Linked DNA regions of Mus musculus: regions 2 and 3 are each linked to region 1. Evidence: chromatin contacts called from public ChIA-PET and promoter capture Hi-C data. All regions are on one chromosome and are shown on one strand. Each heading gives the region's core, a stretch centred on a gene start, on an enhancer-like site or on the middle of the called end of the contact. The rest is flanking DNA. Distances are from core to core; before and after follow the strand shown. Region 1 holds the start of Snai1 (snail family zinc finger 1). Region 2 holds the start of E130018N17Rik (RIKEN cDNA E130018N17 gene). Region 3 holds the start of Ddx27 (DEAD box helicase 27).

Region 1 (4,954 bases), core at 1,482-3,981:
CAACAAGAGCAGCCATAAATACCTTTTGGGTTTTTTTTTTTTTGTTTTTTTTAAAGAAGATTCTACATTAAACATCCCCCCACCCCACCCCCCGTCCCTCCCCCCTTCATTCTGGAAGTGCAGGAGCGTCCAGAATTCTATTCCACTCCTACTTTTGACCAGCTGCAGCTAACCGCACACTGGTTCCTGGCTTTTGCTTATCACTGTGGGGTGGGAATCATTCTGCTGTTGCATGGAATTGTACACACTCTACAGCCTGCCTTGTTGCATGGATTTTGTTGTTGTTGTTGTTGTTGTTGTTGTTGTTGTTGTTGTTGTTTTTCGAGACAGGGTTTCTCTGTATAGCCCTGGCTGTCCTGAAACTCACTCTGTAGACCAGGCTGGCCTCGAACTCAGAAATCTGCCTGCCTCTGCCTCTCGAGTGCTGGGATCAAAGGCGTGCGCCACCACGTCCTGCTTGTTGTGTGGAATTGTACATACTCTACGCCTGCCTTCCTTTCTTTTCCTGACGGGCTTCTCAGTGCTAGCCTCAAAGTCCCAAGCTTTCTAGCTCTGCCTCCAAAGTAGAAGGGATACAGATGTATCCCCCATCTGGCTGTAGCTATTGTTTGCTGCTGTATGGTCTTCTATTGTGGGTATGCAACCTGGTTAGTCCGTGTCTATTGTTGATAGATATTTGAGTGTTTTGTTTTGTTTTGTTTGGGATTTCTGCTCTCTCTCTCTCTCTCTCTCTCTTTCTCTCTCTCTCTCTCTCTTCCTTTTTCTTTTTGATATTAAGAGTACAGGTGTCAGCCAGGCCATGGTGGCACACACCTTTGATCCCAGCACTTGGGAGGTGGAGCCAGGTGAATCTCTGAGTTCAAGGGCAGCCTGGTCTAAAGAGAAACCCTGTGGGGGGCTGGGGGGGGTTATTTACAGGTGTCAGGACTGTCCTTTTGTTTGGTCTGGGTTTGAGGCTGGCCGTGGGTTCTTAGCTTTGGTTGCTCTTTAGAGGCATCCAGTCCTTTTGACAGTTAAAATTCGATGCCAACAACCCCGCCCTAGATAAGCGAATCAGGATGTGTCTGCCAGTGAGGGCAGGGCGGGCTTAGGTGTTTTCAGACACTCTTGAGGAAAAGCTTGGCTGAAAAACCCTAGGTGGCAGTCGGCCTAGGAAGGGAGCTTCCTGGGCGTGGAGAGTCACCTGTCACCCGTTAGGGGCTAAGTCACACCTTTCCTAAGCGGCATGCCAGCCAGCATCCATCATTTGACCAAGTTTTACTTTCAGGCCTCTGGCAGGTGTGAGGTTGTGAACAGGCCTCCCCTTGTGGGCTTCATTTGCCTTTCTCTTTCCTTCTTACTAAGCAGGCTTGGGGGAGGCTGAGGGGGTGGAGTGGGGGGCTGCTGAAACAAAGGATGAAAGGGATGAAAGGAAGCCTAGCCAGGTGTGGATCTGGAAGAGAAAACAGGACTGGAGGAAGGCAGGTACCAAGCAAGGCCCCGTGGTAGGAAAGCCTGTTCTCTGATCATAGGGGATGGAGAAAAGTCAAAACCTAGTCAGCTGACTTGTCCGTTGGGACGAGGGTGGTGGTGGGGCGCTGTGTGCTCTCCCTCTGGACTCAGGGAGACTCATGGATGAACTAAATCTACCCAGAGGGCAGTGTTCTCCACGATGGTTGCCTGTTGTCTGACCATCCTCCCACTCCCCCACCCCCCACCCCCAGTGCTGGGAGTCTGATTCTATTCCCTGTTGTTACCTCCAGTGCCTAGAGACTCGATGCTAGCTGGTGCCCCAGAGGTTTCCGTAGACCCTCTGCTTTATAGGTGTTTATAACCCCATACTATGGGGGTGTGGGTTTGGTTTCCGAGGCCACCCTTCCTCCCTGTGAACGTTCCAACACGATTTTCAGGAAGTCGGGAGCCTTAGCCCTGGTCCTTGCTACCTCTGCCTCGCACCTGCCCTTATTGGTGTTTCACAATGCAACTCTAAACACGTCCGTCCTCAGCTGAAAGTCCTTCCGTGACTCCCCAGTGCCTGTAAGGCAAAGTCCAAACTCCTCCAAAGACCCGAGGCCAGGAAATCGGACCCCTCAGGGTCTGCCCAACACCAACCTCATCCTGGAACCTGCTCTCAAAGGTTGGACAGGCAGAAGTTACTGATTCTTACCCCGGGCCTTTCCCCTCGGTGCTTCTTCACTTCCTCTAGGAAGTCATAGACACCCTCCCCTGTCAGGTGACCGTTCATTGACAGTCACAGCTGTCTCTCCCCACCTCCTTTCATCAAATCACACCTCCCTTTAGTATTCGAATCCTCTGTTTATTCTGTCTGTCTCTCTCTCCCACGGCCGGGAAGCCATCCTTGCGTAGGGCATCCCTGGGTAGTGTTTTGTTCAGGGCTGTGTAGACAGTTCCAGGAACCCCTAAGCGCGTGCATATCATCGCACTTTCTGGCTCCCCAGCGCCCAAAGGTCAGCAGCTCGGGGATGTTGCGGGGCACCGCGCTCGTCGTGGGGCAGGCGCGGCCACCAGGGGTCGCCCGAGGAGCTCGGAAGCCGCGCGGTCCGGTCCGGGAGGAGCCCAAGCGGAATCTCAGCGCCACGCGGCGGGAGCCCCAGCAGCCCAGGCGCACCTGCTCCGGTCTCAGTCTCCGGCCGCGCCGCCGCCAGCCATTGGCTCAGCCTTGACAAAGGGGCGTGACCAACAGTACGGTCACGCCCCCAGCCCTGGTACTTAAAGGAATTTGCTGCTGCTAGGGGATCGTAGTGTGCGGCCGGGCCTCGCGAGCGGAGTTGACTACCGACCTTGCGCGACCCGGTGACCCCGACTACCTAGGTCGCTCTGGCCAACATGCCGCGCTCCTTCCTGGTCAGGAAGCCGTCCGACCCCCGCCGGAAGCCCAACTATAGCGAGCTGCAGGACGCGTGTGTGGGTGCGTGGTGGGGTGCGGGACGCGGGCGGCTGGGGGGGATCCCAAGGGTGCTGGGGGGAGGTGAGAATCGGGCTCTGCGGGCGCGACAGGTGGATCTGGAGCTCCGGGTCTTGGCAGTTGGGATCCACCGAGGGTGTCTTTGACCCGGGACGGGGAGGCTCCGGGAGTTGAAGACTCGAAGGCGGGGGTAGCTTTGCGGAGTCCGGGCGGGGGAGGGGAGGGGCGGGCGGGAAGCCCCCCCACCTGGCGCCCCGAGAATCCGCTCAGCTGACTCCCTGCTGTCTCTTCTCTTCCCGCAGAGTTCACCTTCCAGCAGCCCTACGACCAGGCCCACCTGCTGGCCGCCATCCCTCCGCCCGAGGTCCTCAACCCCGCCGCTTCGCTGCCCACCCTCATCTGGGACTCTCTCCTGGTACCCCAAGTGCGGCCGGTTGCCTGGGCCACCCTCCCGCTGCGGGAGAGCCCCAAGGCCGTAGAGCTGACCTCGCTGTCCGATGAGGACAGTGGCAAAAGCTCCCAGCCGCCCAGCCCGCCCTCGCCGGCGCCGTCGTCCTTCTCGTCCACCTCGGCCTCCTCCCTGGAGGCCGAGGCCTTCATCGCCTTCCCTGGCTTGGGCCAACTTCCCAAGCAGCTGGCCAGGCTCTCGGTGGCCAAGGACCCCCAGTCGCGGAAGATCTTCAACTGCAAATATTGTAACAAGGAGTACCTCAGCCTGGGCGCTCTGAAGATGCACATCCGAAGCCACACGCTGCCTTGTGTCTGCACGACCTGTGGAAAGGCCTTCTCTAGGCCCTGGCTGCTTCAGGGCCACGTCCGCACCCACACTGGTGAGTGAGTGTGCATAGCTGAGCTCTGAGTCTGGGCTGTTTGGCCTTAGACCCTGGGGGGACTCAACACTTACTCCTAAGGCTGCCAAGCAGTGGACAAAGTAGATGTTGGTTGTTCTCCATTCTGTACCTTGCTGTTCGAGGCTAGGAGTGAAGAGGTGTTCCCTATCCGGGCTCAACCCACACTGTAGAAGTCAGACAGGATATTGCTAGACAGGATATTCTGCACCTGGCCTTGAATCCTGAGTCGAGAACTTCCCCAGTTTCCTCGTTTCTAAAATGTATCAGAGAACACTTCGTGGGGTCTTTGTAGAGTGAAGTGCTAGGTGCAGGTGCCACTAAGAAATGACTTCCCAGTGACTATGAAGACGGCTCAGTGGTTAGAGCACTGGCTACTCTTCCAGAGGTCCTGAGTTCAATTCCCAGCACACATGGTAGTTCACAACTTAACTAACTGCCTGTTAAGAGTCCAGTTCCAGAGGACCTGACACCCTCATACAGACATACATGCAGGCAACATACCAATCCATGTAGGACAAGAATAGAATAGACACATCTTTTTTTTTTTTTTTTTTTTTTTTTTTTAAGAAGAGAAACAAAGACATGACTTTGCTGTCCTCTCAGCCTTGGGCCACGTGGGAAGCTTCTAGAAGTGAGGGAAGGCTTCAGCCAGGCTTGGTGGGGGTTCCGGTTGGGCTGCTCTTTGGAAAGTGTGTCAGGCTTTGGGGTAGAGCTGTGCGTCTCTTGTGGTGGCCAGCATTGGGGCAGTGAGGCCTGGGGGTGGCAGGGAGGTATTTGCAGGTCTCACTGACACCTTTATTACTTGAATAAGATTACCCGTTTCCCCCCCCCAGGCACGGATTGCCTCAGATTTAACCTATAAAAGTGTAACAGGCTGCCTCTCTCCGGCTGGGTTGCTAAGCTGTGGGGCTCTACTTTGGGGAAGAGCTGAAGCCCTCAGGGTCCTAGGCTGCCTCCGACCACCCCCCACCCCCCAGGGACTTTGTTTTGATGTAAAGGCATGGCTCAGACAAAACCCTCCTTGAAATGCACCACCCAGTTCTCTAGGAGTTCCATTGTGTGTCTTAATGGTAGCCCAGGGGGTGGGGGCCTGCAGGGTTAGAGCAGGTGCACGGGGCAGCGGTGCCCAGCACCTGTTCTTGGCCGCAGCTGCTGGCTCATTGCACGGCAGGCCCCTTTAATCCAGGGGGTATCACAT
Region 2 (4,954 bases), core at 703-3,202, 620 kb after region 1:
GACACCAGACCTCAATAAGCCAAATAAAGTAGCTAATGTATAGTGAATAGCAAAAAAGGAACTTTACTTAGTGTGGCTGCAACAGAAGGATACCCAGAGATCCAGGGAGTTCCCAAATCCTTAGGGATCCTGACCGAGGGTGGGGCTTAAATAATAAGAGATTTGCATAACTCCTTAGTCAAGGCCTGACCCTGTCTGTTACCTCCTCAGTTCAGTTCCAAGGTCATGGGATTAGTTGTTAATCTTCTGGGTGACCAGTTCCCCTCAGGTTGTCCCCAAGGCTCCAGGCATTTATTCTCTCACCAGGAGAATACTGGGGAACTTTTCATTTCTTGGGGTCCATTTTTTTCCACTAGACTGAAAGCTAAAGAGAGGGTCATGAGTGTCTCTTTAGAATGTGTCCCCTCCTGCCAGACAGGCTGGGTATGGCAGAAGTAGAGACTTCTTCAGTGTTGGTGGCAACATTCAGAGACTTACCTGGGAGCTGAGGAGGGCACCTGGGTGCACCCCACCCCCCAAAGGAGGCTTTTGCTCCTAGGATTGTTCTTCAGTTGAAAATATTTCATGCTGAGCTCTGGGCTCCTTGAAAGCCCCACTTCAGGAGTTTGGGCCCCTTGTCCAATCAAAGGAGAGAAAAGAAACCCAGCCTTAGGTCAGTGGAGCAGGGCTCTGGGGAACGGAGCCTGAGGAGCAGGCCAGAGCTTAAGCCGCACACAAGAGCATCCCACCTGAAGACTGTTCCAGTCCGTGTGAAGGGAGCTTTGAGCCAGGCCTGTGCCCCCTCAGGTCTGCAGGAGACCATAGCTGATGTCTGCAGCCAACCTGGGTCTGCCCTCAGCGCCATGTGCCCAGAGGCTCAGTAGCTCACTAATTTGTTGTTAACCACTGTTTGTTTCCTGCCAAGCCAAAACATCTTGTTCATGAGGTTTTACCTTGATGAATTTTCTCCATGAGAGGTACTTTCCAGTGAAGGAAGGATCCAGGACTCAGGGCAGAGGCTGTCCATGCAGCAGGCAGTCTGGCTATGGTGGCCTAGACTGGCTTTTCACCTTAATCCAGCAGGGCTAGAAGAGACCAGGAGGCCAGGTGGTCCCAGGAAAACTAGTCAGGGGCCCTGGTGGCAGAAGGGACACTTTGCCCACAGCAGAGCAGGCATGAGACGGAACTGCAGGGAGACGGGAACAGATTCTCCTGTTTGGGAAAAAGCTGGACGTCAGACATTTTTTTATTTTTGAAACAAGGTCTTGCTTTGCAGCCCTGGCTGGCCCAGAACTTGGCATGTAGACCAGGCTGCATGTTGGCCCCGCAGCAAGGCTTAGCCTGGGTATACTGGTACACTCCTGTAATCCCAGCATTTGGGAGGAAGAGGCAGGAAGATCAGAAGTTTCAGGTCAGCCTCAGATTAGCTAGAGATGACCTTTAACTCCTAATCCTCCTGCCCCTGGCTCTGCCCCTTCAGAGGCCTCTGAGATCAGATGCATAGAATGAGGGACATCTGTCCATCAGGTTGTACTAGCTCCAGCCCAGACTTCCCAGCTCTTAGCTTTGGCCCCTGATTCTGACGTCTTATAAAAACTCCAGAGACAGGTGACTCCACTTTACAAGGAAGGAGCTCTAGGCTCAAAGACCTCACAGTGTCCCTCTCCCTGCCTGTGTTCTGTCTGGGTGGACCATAGCCTCTGTCCTACCCATGGTGACACGTGGGCGAAAGGATCTGACCCCAGCTATGAAGTCCCAGAGGGACCCTGGGTAGGATCCCTCGGCTACCATCTACCCAGTTACATTTCCAGTACCTGCAGAGGGCACGTGCTCTTCCTCAAGGTTGTGCACCCAGTAGGTGCTCAATACATTCCAGAGATATCTGACCTTCCAGCTCTGTTTGGCTCTCTGTCTGACAGCAGAGAGCTGACAGAGAAGAAATGGCGGCTGTAGGGAATGCTGCCCTGCCCTGGCTGGCCTGTAGGGGTCGTCCTTGGGTGCTAGGCTTGGAGTCCCTCCCTTCCCCACCCCCAGCCAGCAGGAGAGAGGCTTAGCTGGGCCTCCTCCCCCAGCGGGGGGCCCCAGGAGGGCCATGGGGAGGAGCCTGCCTGGCTGGAGCTGGGAGGGCTCTTGCTGAAACACAAAGCAGCCAGGGGAGGTTCCAGGCGCCTGCTGGCAGCTCTGAACCGGCTTCTTTCTCTTCCTGCCTTCAGCAGTCCTGGTGGTAAAAACGCCGCATGACAGATGGCTAATACCGAAGCAAAGATGGAGGCCGAGTCCCACACCTCCCCAGCACCCAGCCTCCTACACAATCATGCTTTTGTGTGTGTGTGTGTGTGTGTGTGTACACGCTCATGCCAAGGCAGCAAGCATACCTGTAGTGGTCAGAGTACAAGAGGTCAAATTGTTTCTGGGTTTTTGTTTTGTTTTGTTTGTTTGTTTGGTTGGTTGGTTTTTTGGAGAATCTTGTGTAAGACCAACTGGGTTGGAACTCTTGTTTTGTAGACCAGGGTGGTCACTTGCCTCTTCTTGCCAAATTTTGGTATTAAAGGTAAGCACCACCCTGTCTGGCTTAGAGAGCAGTTTATGGGCATTGGATCTTTCCACCATGTGAGTCCCTAGGATGGTGGAACCATTTGTCAGGCTTAGCAGCAAGCACCTGTACTCACTGAGCCATCTCATTGGCCCTGACCTGTGTTTTCAGATGGTTGTGTTCATGTTAAAGCTTTGGGGAGAGTCAGTTGGATTCTCATTATGACCGTGAGACGTTTTTATTTGGTGGTGGTGGGGTGTTTGTGTAGGCATAATGAGAAGCACCCCAACTTATTTGGTGGGGACACACTCAAAATTTCCTTTTCGCAAATCTGTGTCGTCCTCTGATGTCTGGGGCTTGTATGGTGACATGATTAATGGAACCTGCCTCTACTCCTGGGATCCCAAGAGCATCCAACCCAGGAGTGACAACCTGGAAGCTGTCCAACACAGCCAGATGCCCCTTGAAGGCCCGATGTCTGTCCTGGGTTATCAGATGGAAGATGGCTGTGGATAGTGGCCCAAGGCCAAGGGGTCCACCCTGTCTCCTCTGAGCTATCTGTGGTAATTTCCAGAAGGAACCCTGAGCTTCAAGCTCAGTAGGTAACGGCCTTGCCTAAGGAGCCTGAGCACCTGAGCTCTGTCCCTTGACCCCGAATTTCAAAAGCAGGGTGTGCAACCAAGTATGACCTTGTACGAGGCAAGTAAAACAGGGGGTTCAGGAGCTTAAAGTCACCCTCAGTGACATAGCAATCTCAAGACCAGCCTGGCACATAGGAGCCTCTTGTCTAAAAATTAAACCAGTTGGTAGTGATGGCACTATTGTAATCCCGGAACTGCGGAGAGGAGACGGGCAGACCCAGGACTCACTGGCTGGCCAGCCTAGCCTGATGGGTAAACTCCAGGGCAGGGACAAGAGTCTTCTCAAAACATAGGCTCAGCTGTGAGACTGTAGGCCTGATACCCCGACACCCCAATACCAGGAGGGAAAGGAAGGCAGGAGGTCAGTTGTAACTACACAGAGAGAGTTCAGGGTCAGCCTGGGCTCTGTGAGACCCTGTATCAACACAACAGAAAACCAAAAACCGGGCTGGCAAGACGGTTCAGCCAGTAAGAGGCACTTGCCACCAAGCCTAGGACACTACATGATTCCCCAAAGCACACTGAATGAAGAGAAGAAATAAAAAAGGAAAAGAGCAAGACTCGTCTCAGGTTTTGGCAGCAGATGAATGAAATGGATGCAGTAAAGAACCCAAAGTAGTCGCTCAAGCTTAAAGAAAAACATTTATTCCAGACGAAGAAGTTTCTCTCTCTCTCTCCAGCAGAGAAGCAACTGCGTGTACACGGTGGTGGTGGCGATGGCGGCGGCGGTGGTGGCGGCGGCAGCGGCGGGTGTTTCCAGGGTTTTAAGGAGAACCTGGGAGGAGGGAACTTGTAATCTGGGATGGAGGACTTTGAAGTGTATAACAGGGATTTGTTGCGTGGAGATTGAAGGAGCCTAGAAGTGGGTCAGCACAGGCCTTGATATGCTAATTGAACCACAGGTATATGTTAATGCAGGACCTGAAGTCCCTTTGGTCTGAGACAAGGACAATGCTTCCTTTTAGCGGGCAGAAGCTTTTCCGTCCAAGTTCCAAGTATGTTTATATACTTTCCAAATGTTCTTTTGTTGTTGTTGTTGTTGTTTTTTTTTTTTTTAAAGATTTATTTATTTATTATATATAAGTACACTGTAGCTGTCTTCAGACACTCCAGAAGAAGGCATCAGATCTTGTTACAGATGGTTGTGAGCCACCATGTGGTTGCTGGGATTTGAACTCTGGACCTTTGGAAGAGCAGTCGGGTGCTCTTACCCACTGAGCCATCTCACCAGCCCTGTTGTTGTTTTTTGAGACAGGGTTTCTCTGTGTCAACACTCAGGATGCAGAGGCGGGGGGTTGGGGGGGGGTGTCTTTATGCGTTTGAAGCTAGCCTGAGCTACATGTGGTGGATGGCAGCTGGCAAGTGATTCTTGTGAGAAGTATCACATATGAATCTTTTCTATCCGTGTCTAAGGCACAGAATTAAAACCTTTGTCTCGGGCTGAAGAGATGGCTCAGCAGTTAAGAGCACTGGCTGCTCTTCCAGAGGACCCGGGTTCAATTCCCAGCACCCACACGGCAGCTCACACCTGTCTGTGATTCCAGTTTCAGGGGATCTGACACCCTCACACAGACATACATGCAAACAAAACACCATGAAATAAAATAAATTTAAAAAAAAACTTTGTCTCCTCTACCTTTTATGTAAATGCCATAACACACAAGCGAGTGTGTGCGCACGCGCGCGCACACACACACACACACACACACACACAAGCGCGCGTGCGCGTGCGCGCATGCCCCGCCACCTCCATTAAAAACCTTGTTTTCTCAGAGGTCACTGCTCCTGTCCAGGAATTTGA
Region 3 (4,954 bases), core at 1,364-3,863, 520 kb before region 1:
AGCCAGGGGTTACAGCCATGGGGCTACTCTAGCTCATGCCTGGTCTCTCTTAACCCACACATAATGTGCGTACACAAGAAGACAATACCCCTAGGAGGTGTCGTTGGAACAGAGTGTTTGCCATGAAAAAGAGCCAGTCATGTATTGAGCAGAGGAAACAGCATTTTATTATTTTTTTAAAAAGATTTATTTATTTATTTATGTAAGCACACACTGTAGCTGTTTTCAGACACACAGGAAGAGGGCATCTGATCTCATTACAGGTGGTTATGAGCCACCATGTGGTTGCCATGGCCTGATTTGAACTCAGGACATTCAGATGAGCAGTCAGTGCTCGTAACTGCTGAGCCATCTCTCCAGCCCAGGAAACAGCATTTGAAACAGAGGGAACAGACCATGTATAGGTTTTGGGTAGAATGAGATTCATCTGTGTGAGTTCAGGGGCAAGCATGAGAGAAAGAATGTTGGCGTGAGTAGGTAAACCCTGTTGTTCTAAGAGTAGGGTGGTGTCTAAGCAGGGGCCATGGCATTACAATTTAGTGTTTTCTTTCCTTTATTTGGTTATTTGTATGCACATGTGGGACACATACATGTGTGTATGCTTGTTCAAATGAGTGTGGGTTTGTTTCTTTTGGTCACTGTTTTTTTGCCTGTGCTTTTTTTTTTTTTTTTTTTGGTTTTTGTTTTTTTCGAGACAGGTTTCTCTGTATCGCCCTGGCTGTGCTGGAACTCACTCTGTAGACCAGGCTTGCCTAGAACTCAGAAATCCACCTGCCTCTGCCTCCCAAGTGCTGGGATTAAAGGCGTGTGCAACCAATGCCCAGCTTTTTATTTTTTTAAGATTTATTTATTTTGTGTTACGAGTACACCATTGCTTTCTTCACACACACCAGAAGAGGGCGTCAGATCTCATTACTCATGGTTGTGAGCCACCATATGATTGCTCGGAATTGAACTTAGGACTTTTGAAAGAGCAGTTGGTGCTCTTAACCGCTGAGTCCTTGGTCACTGTTTTATTACTGTGAAGGGACACCATGACAAAGCGTTTAATTAGGCTGTTCTTACAATTTCAGCGCTTTTGTTCATTGTCTTCATGGTGGAGAGCTGTGTGCATGCAGACACAGTTGTAGCTTTAATTTTTTTTTCTCGACCGTATTTTTTGTTTTGTTTTGTTTTCTTTCTTTCTCTTTTTTTTCTCTGGTTTGGTTTTTTGAGACAGGGTTTCTCTGTATAGCCCTGGCTGTCCTGGAACTCACTTTGTAGACCAGGCTGGCTTGAACTCAGAAATCTGCCTGCCTCTGCCTCCCAAGTGCTGGGATTAAAGGCATGTGTCACCATGCCTGGCTTTTTTTTTTTTTTTTTTTTTCTGAGACAGGATTTCTCTATATAGCCCTGGCTGTCCCAGAACTCACTTTGTATACCAGACTGGTCTCAAACTCAGAAATCTGCCTGCCTCTGCCTCCCAAGTACCCGTACTTTTAATGTTTTTTTTTTTTTTTTTTTAAGATTTTATTTATTTATTTATTTATTATATATAAGTACACTGTCGCTGTCTTCAGACACTCCAGAAGAGGGAGTCAGATTTTGTTACGGATGGTTGTGAGCCACCATGTGGTTGCTGGGATTTGAACTCTGGACCTTCGGAAGAACAGTCGGGTGCTCTTACCCACTGAGCCATCTCACCAGCCCATACCCGTACTTTTAATAATGGTTCATAAATGCTTTAACCTCTCTTGTAGTCTACTACTCACCAGAGGCAGTGGAAAAGAAGGGATACAGACCAAAAGGTCCAGAGTTCAAATCCCATCAACCACATGGTGGCTCACAACCATCCGTAACAAGATCTGACTCCCTCTTCTGGTGGGTCTGAAGACAGCTACAGTGTACTTACATATAATAATAAATAAATCTTTAAAAAAAAAAAAAGAAAAGAAAATAGAACTTACAATTCGACCATCCTTAAAATATTATCTATTATTTAAACTTTTATGTGCCTGCATCATGCCTGCATACATGTCTGTGCACCAGATGTTCCCAGTGGCCGCAGAGGTCAGATACGGAGTTACAGACAGCTGTGAGCCACCTTGTGGGTGCTAGGAATCAAACCTGGGTCTTCTGCAGGAGCAACCAGTGCTCTTAGCCACTAAACCAGCCCTCCAGGAATCCAGCCCCCTGTTAATTATTATAATTGTGTATACAGAGGGGCGTGTTCACTTGAAAAGGGTGTGAAGATCAGAGGACAACTCTGGATTCCGAGCTCTTCTTTCCCCTTGTAGGTACCGGGATCGCACTCAGGAGTAGTGTGGCCTTTGCCATGCTGAGCCAGATGGCAGCCCTGACTACCATTTTGTTGTTAAGTTCCCAAATGTACACATACTTCTAATTTTTCCCTCACCTTTACACACTCTCAGACTTCTATTTCTTTCCCAAAACAAAGTAGTTTTCTAATCTAAACAACGCCCCACCCATTTGATTTTATTATTGGAAACCACGCAGGCCCGCGAAGTCTCAAAGTGCCGCCCCCGAGCGGAAGTGACGTGAAGCACATGCGCGCGACGCCGAGCGGGTCGCGGAAAAGGCGGGTCGTGTCGGCGCGCCGCACTCGCTACGTCCGGAAGTGGCTGCTTCTTCAGCATGCTGGCGGAGCTCGGCTTCATCCGGACCATCGGCGAGAATGACGAGGTGCCGGTTGAGCCCGAGTCGGACTCCGGAGACGAGGAGGAGGAGGTAGGAGCCGGCGGGAGAAGGGGCCGTGGGCGGGAGCGGCCGGGAACCAGCTGCGGGCCCCAGGCCCTCCTCAGCGTGCTCAGGTGTCCCCATGCAGGCCGTGTCACCAAGCTGTGCGGAGTCGAACTTCGCAGGCGAAGTCAGTCTTGCTTCCTGCCCAGTCGGGGACACATGCTCCCACCTATCCATCAAGCCTCCCAAGGGGGTTCTAGTGATGCTAGGCGGTGGGGATGTAGCCCTGAGAAAGTGGCTCCAGGGTGAGTGGCGAGAGAAAAAGACCCAAACCCAAACTCTCAGTGCCTCACACCGGCGTCAGCCAGCCTCACACGACACTAAGGATGGCCCAGGCCCTCTGCAGTCCGATTCCGAGAAAGCTGATGTCTAAGGCTCCAGTCTTTAAGGATGTTGCTGGGAGGTCGTTTGGAGCTCTGCTGGTCAGTTTAGGCGTCTGTCCAAGGCTTCTATCCCTCTGTCCATCCACACTCCGGTCTTTGCAAGTCCCACCCGCACACCTGCAAACCTGTGCCCCTCACATACTTCAGTTTCCAGCTTGGTGGTCTCCTTACCAAGTAGCTGAGTGGTCTCAGTGGTCTGAGTGGTTCCAGCCATGCAGCTAAGTTTTTGTGGCTTTCAGAGTCAGGCCAGGCTCTGTTGTCTTTTCTGCCATTTGACCCTCAGCAGCCTTCCTTGTCCTGGCAACACCGACATACCATTCCATTTCATGTCTTAGAAACTTGTGTTCTTTTTCTGCTCAGAGCCTTTCACATCTCTACCCAGCCCACTCCCCCAGGCTTTCTCTCTATAGCCCTGGCTGTCCTGGACCTACCTCGGTAGACTTCGAACTCAGATCTGCCTGCCTCTGCCTCCTGAGTGCTGGGATTAAAGGTGTGCCCAGCTTCTCTTCACACTTCTGCTCTCTGCCTGGAAGGCTTCCCTCAGTAGTTCTCCACCTGTGGCTCCAGACCCTGGGGACCCTAGGATCTCATTTCAGATATTTACATTATGATTTATAACAGTAATGAATTATGGTTATGAAGTCTCAACGGAAATAACTTTATGGTTTGGGGTCACCACCATCTGGGTTGGGAAGGTTGTGAACCATGTGTCTAGATGTCTCAGTCTGCTCTGGCTTTTTTTCTCTCCACAACAGGAGGGTTTCATTCTGGAACCCTCCTGCTGCCTCCGCTTCCCTCCGGGCTACCACTGTACAGGACAACAGTTTTCTGATGTCTGCCATTGGCATGAGGCATTTTAAATCGATCCAGGTTTGGGAGCAAGTACCTTGGTGTCCAGGATGGAGGATGACTTTGTCTCTCCTGGCATGTACTGGGTGGTGGCCGGGAGAGACTTAGCTCATGTATTACCTGCTCTGTAAGGCAGAACTAGAGCAGTGCCTCACTCCGTAAGAAGCTTGTTGGTATCCAATTCTGTATCAGTTTTGTGTTTCCTTTTGAAACTGGATCTTGGATACATTTGAGCTTCTGACGGTCCTGTTGCTGTTTGCATTGTTTATGCACATTCATATGTGTGCCTGTGTACATGTTCTTGTGCGCGTACTTGTTCACATGCACGTGTGTGGGGCCAGAGAACAACTTTGTGGGCTGTTACTCCAGTTGTCCACCTTGCTTAGAGACGGGATCTTACATAGGTATGGAATTCACTGGCTAGACTATACTGGCCATTATTACACTCCCCATCCCCCATGTCTCACCCCCATGTGTGTGTCTACACTCTTGCAAGTGTAGTATATGTGTGTAGGTACAAGCATGTGTTAGCAGGCCAGAGGTTAATGTATATCAAGTGTCTGTCATTTCTTGGGAGCTGTCCACTTTGTTTTTGGAAACCATTCTCTTACTGGAACATAGGACTTAACAGGGAGGGTCAGCTGACCAGTCAGCTTCTGCAGAGATGTCAGTTTCTGCCTTCTCAGAAGTTTTGGAGATGTGGAGACATGGTTCTGTGTCAACCCTGGCTGACTGACATCTGCCTGACACCTCTACCTCCCAAGTGCTGGAATTAAAGGTGTGCACCACCACATCCAGCTTAAGGTTTATTCATCTATGTTGAGACAGGTTCTCCCAAGTAGCCCTGGCTGTTTGGTACTCATAGAGATGCACCTGCCTTTGCCTCCCTAGTTGTGAGATTAGAGGCATGCCCTACAGCCACCACTGCCTCGTTTCTTTTGTATTCTATGTGTTGATTTGACCCCAGGTAGGCTTTTCCAGCT

The links. Promoter capture Hi-C pulls out the DNA fragments that hold promoters and counts their contacts. ChIA-PET counts read pairs in DNA pulled down with a chosen protein or histone mark.
Region 2: a promoter capture Hi-C map of hippocampal neurons shows a contact between it and region 1, with 2.8 times the contacts expected there. The contact joins the promoter of E130018N17Rik here to the promoter of Snai1 in region 1. A contact is called at or near these places in 1 of 39 promoter capture datasets (hippocampal neurons) and 1 of 115 datasets of contacts at active chromatin or transcription factors (pancreatic cancer cells).
Region 3: an RNA polymerase II ChIA-PET map of memory CD8 T cells shows a contact between it and region 1, with 6 read pairs. The contact joins the promoter of Ddx27 here to the promoter of Snai1 in region 1. A contact is called at or near these places in 2 of 39 promoter capture datasets (cranial neural crest and embryonic stem cells) and 1 of 115 datasets of contacts at active chromatin or transcription factors (memory CD8 T cells).

Annotation. Positions count from the first base shown.
Region 1 is chr2:167,535,464-167,540,417 of GRCm38.p6, forward strand. It overlaps Snai1 (snail family zinc finger 1), which reads left to right and starts at 2,732. Exons shown (of 3, transcript NM_011427.3): 1 at 2,732-2,908; 2 at 3,208-3,735. The coding sequence starts at 2,827.
Region 2 is chr2:168,152,561-168,157,514 of GRCm38.p6, forward strand. It overlaps E130018N17Rik (RIKEN cDNA E130018N17 gene), which reads right to left and starts at 1,953. Exons shown (of 2, transcript NR_040327.1): 1 at 1,794-1,953; 2 at 43-1,191.
Region 3 is chr2:167,012,700-167,017,653 of GRCm38.p6, forward strand. It overlaps Ddx27 (DEAD box helicase 27), which reads left to right and starts at 2,614. Exons shown (of 21, transcript NM_153065.3): 1 at 2,614-2,727. The coding sequence starts at 2,635.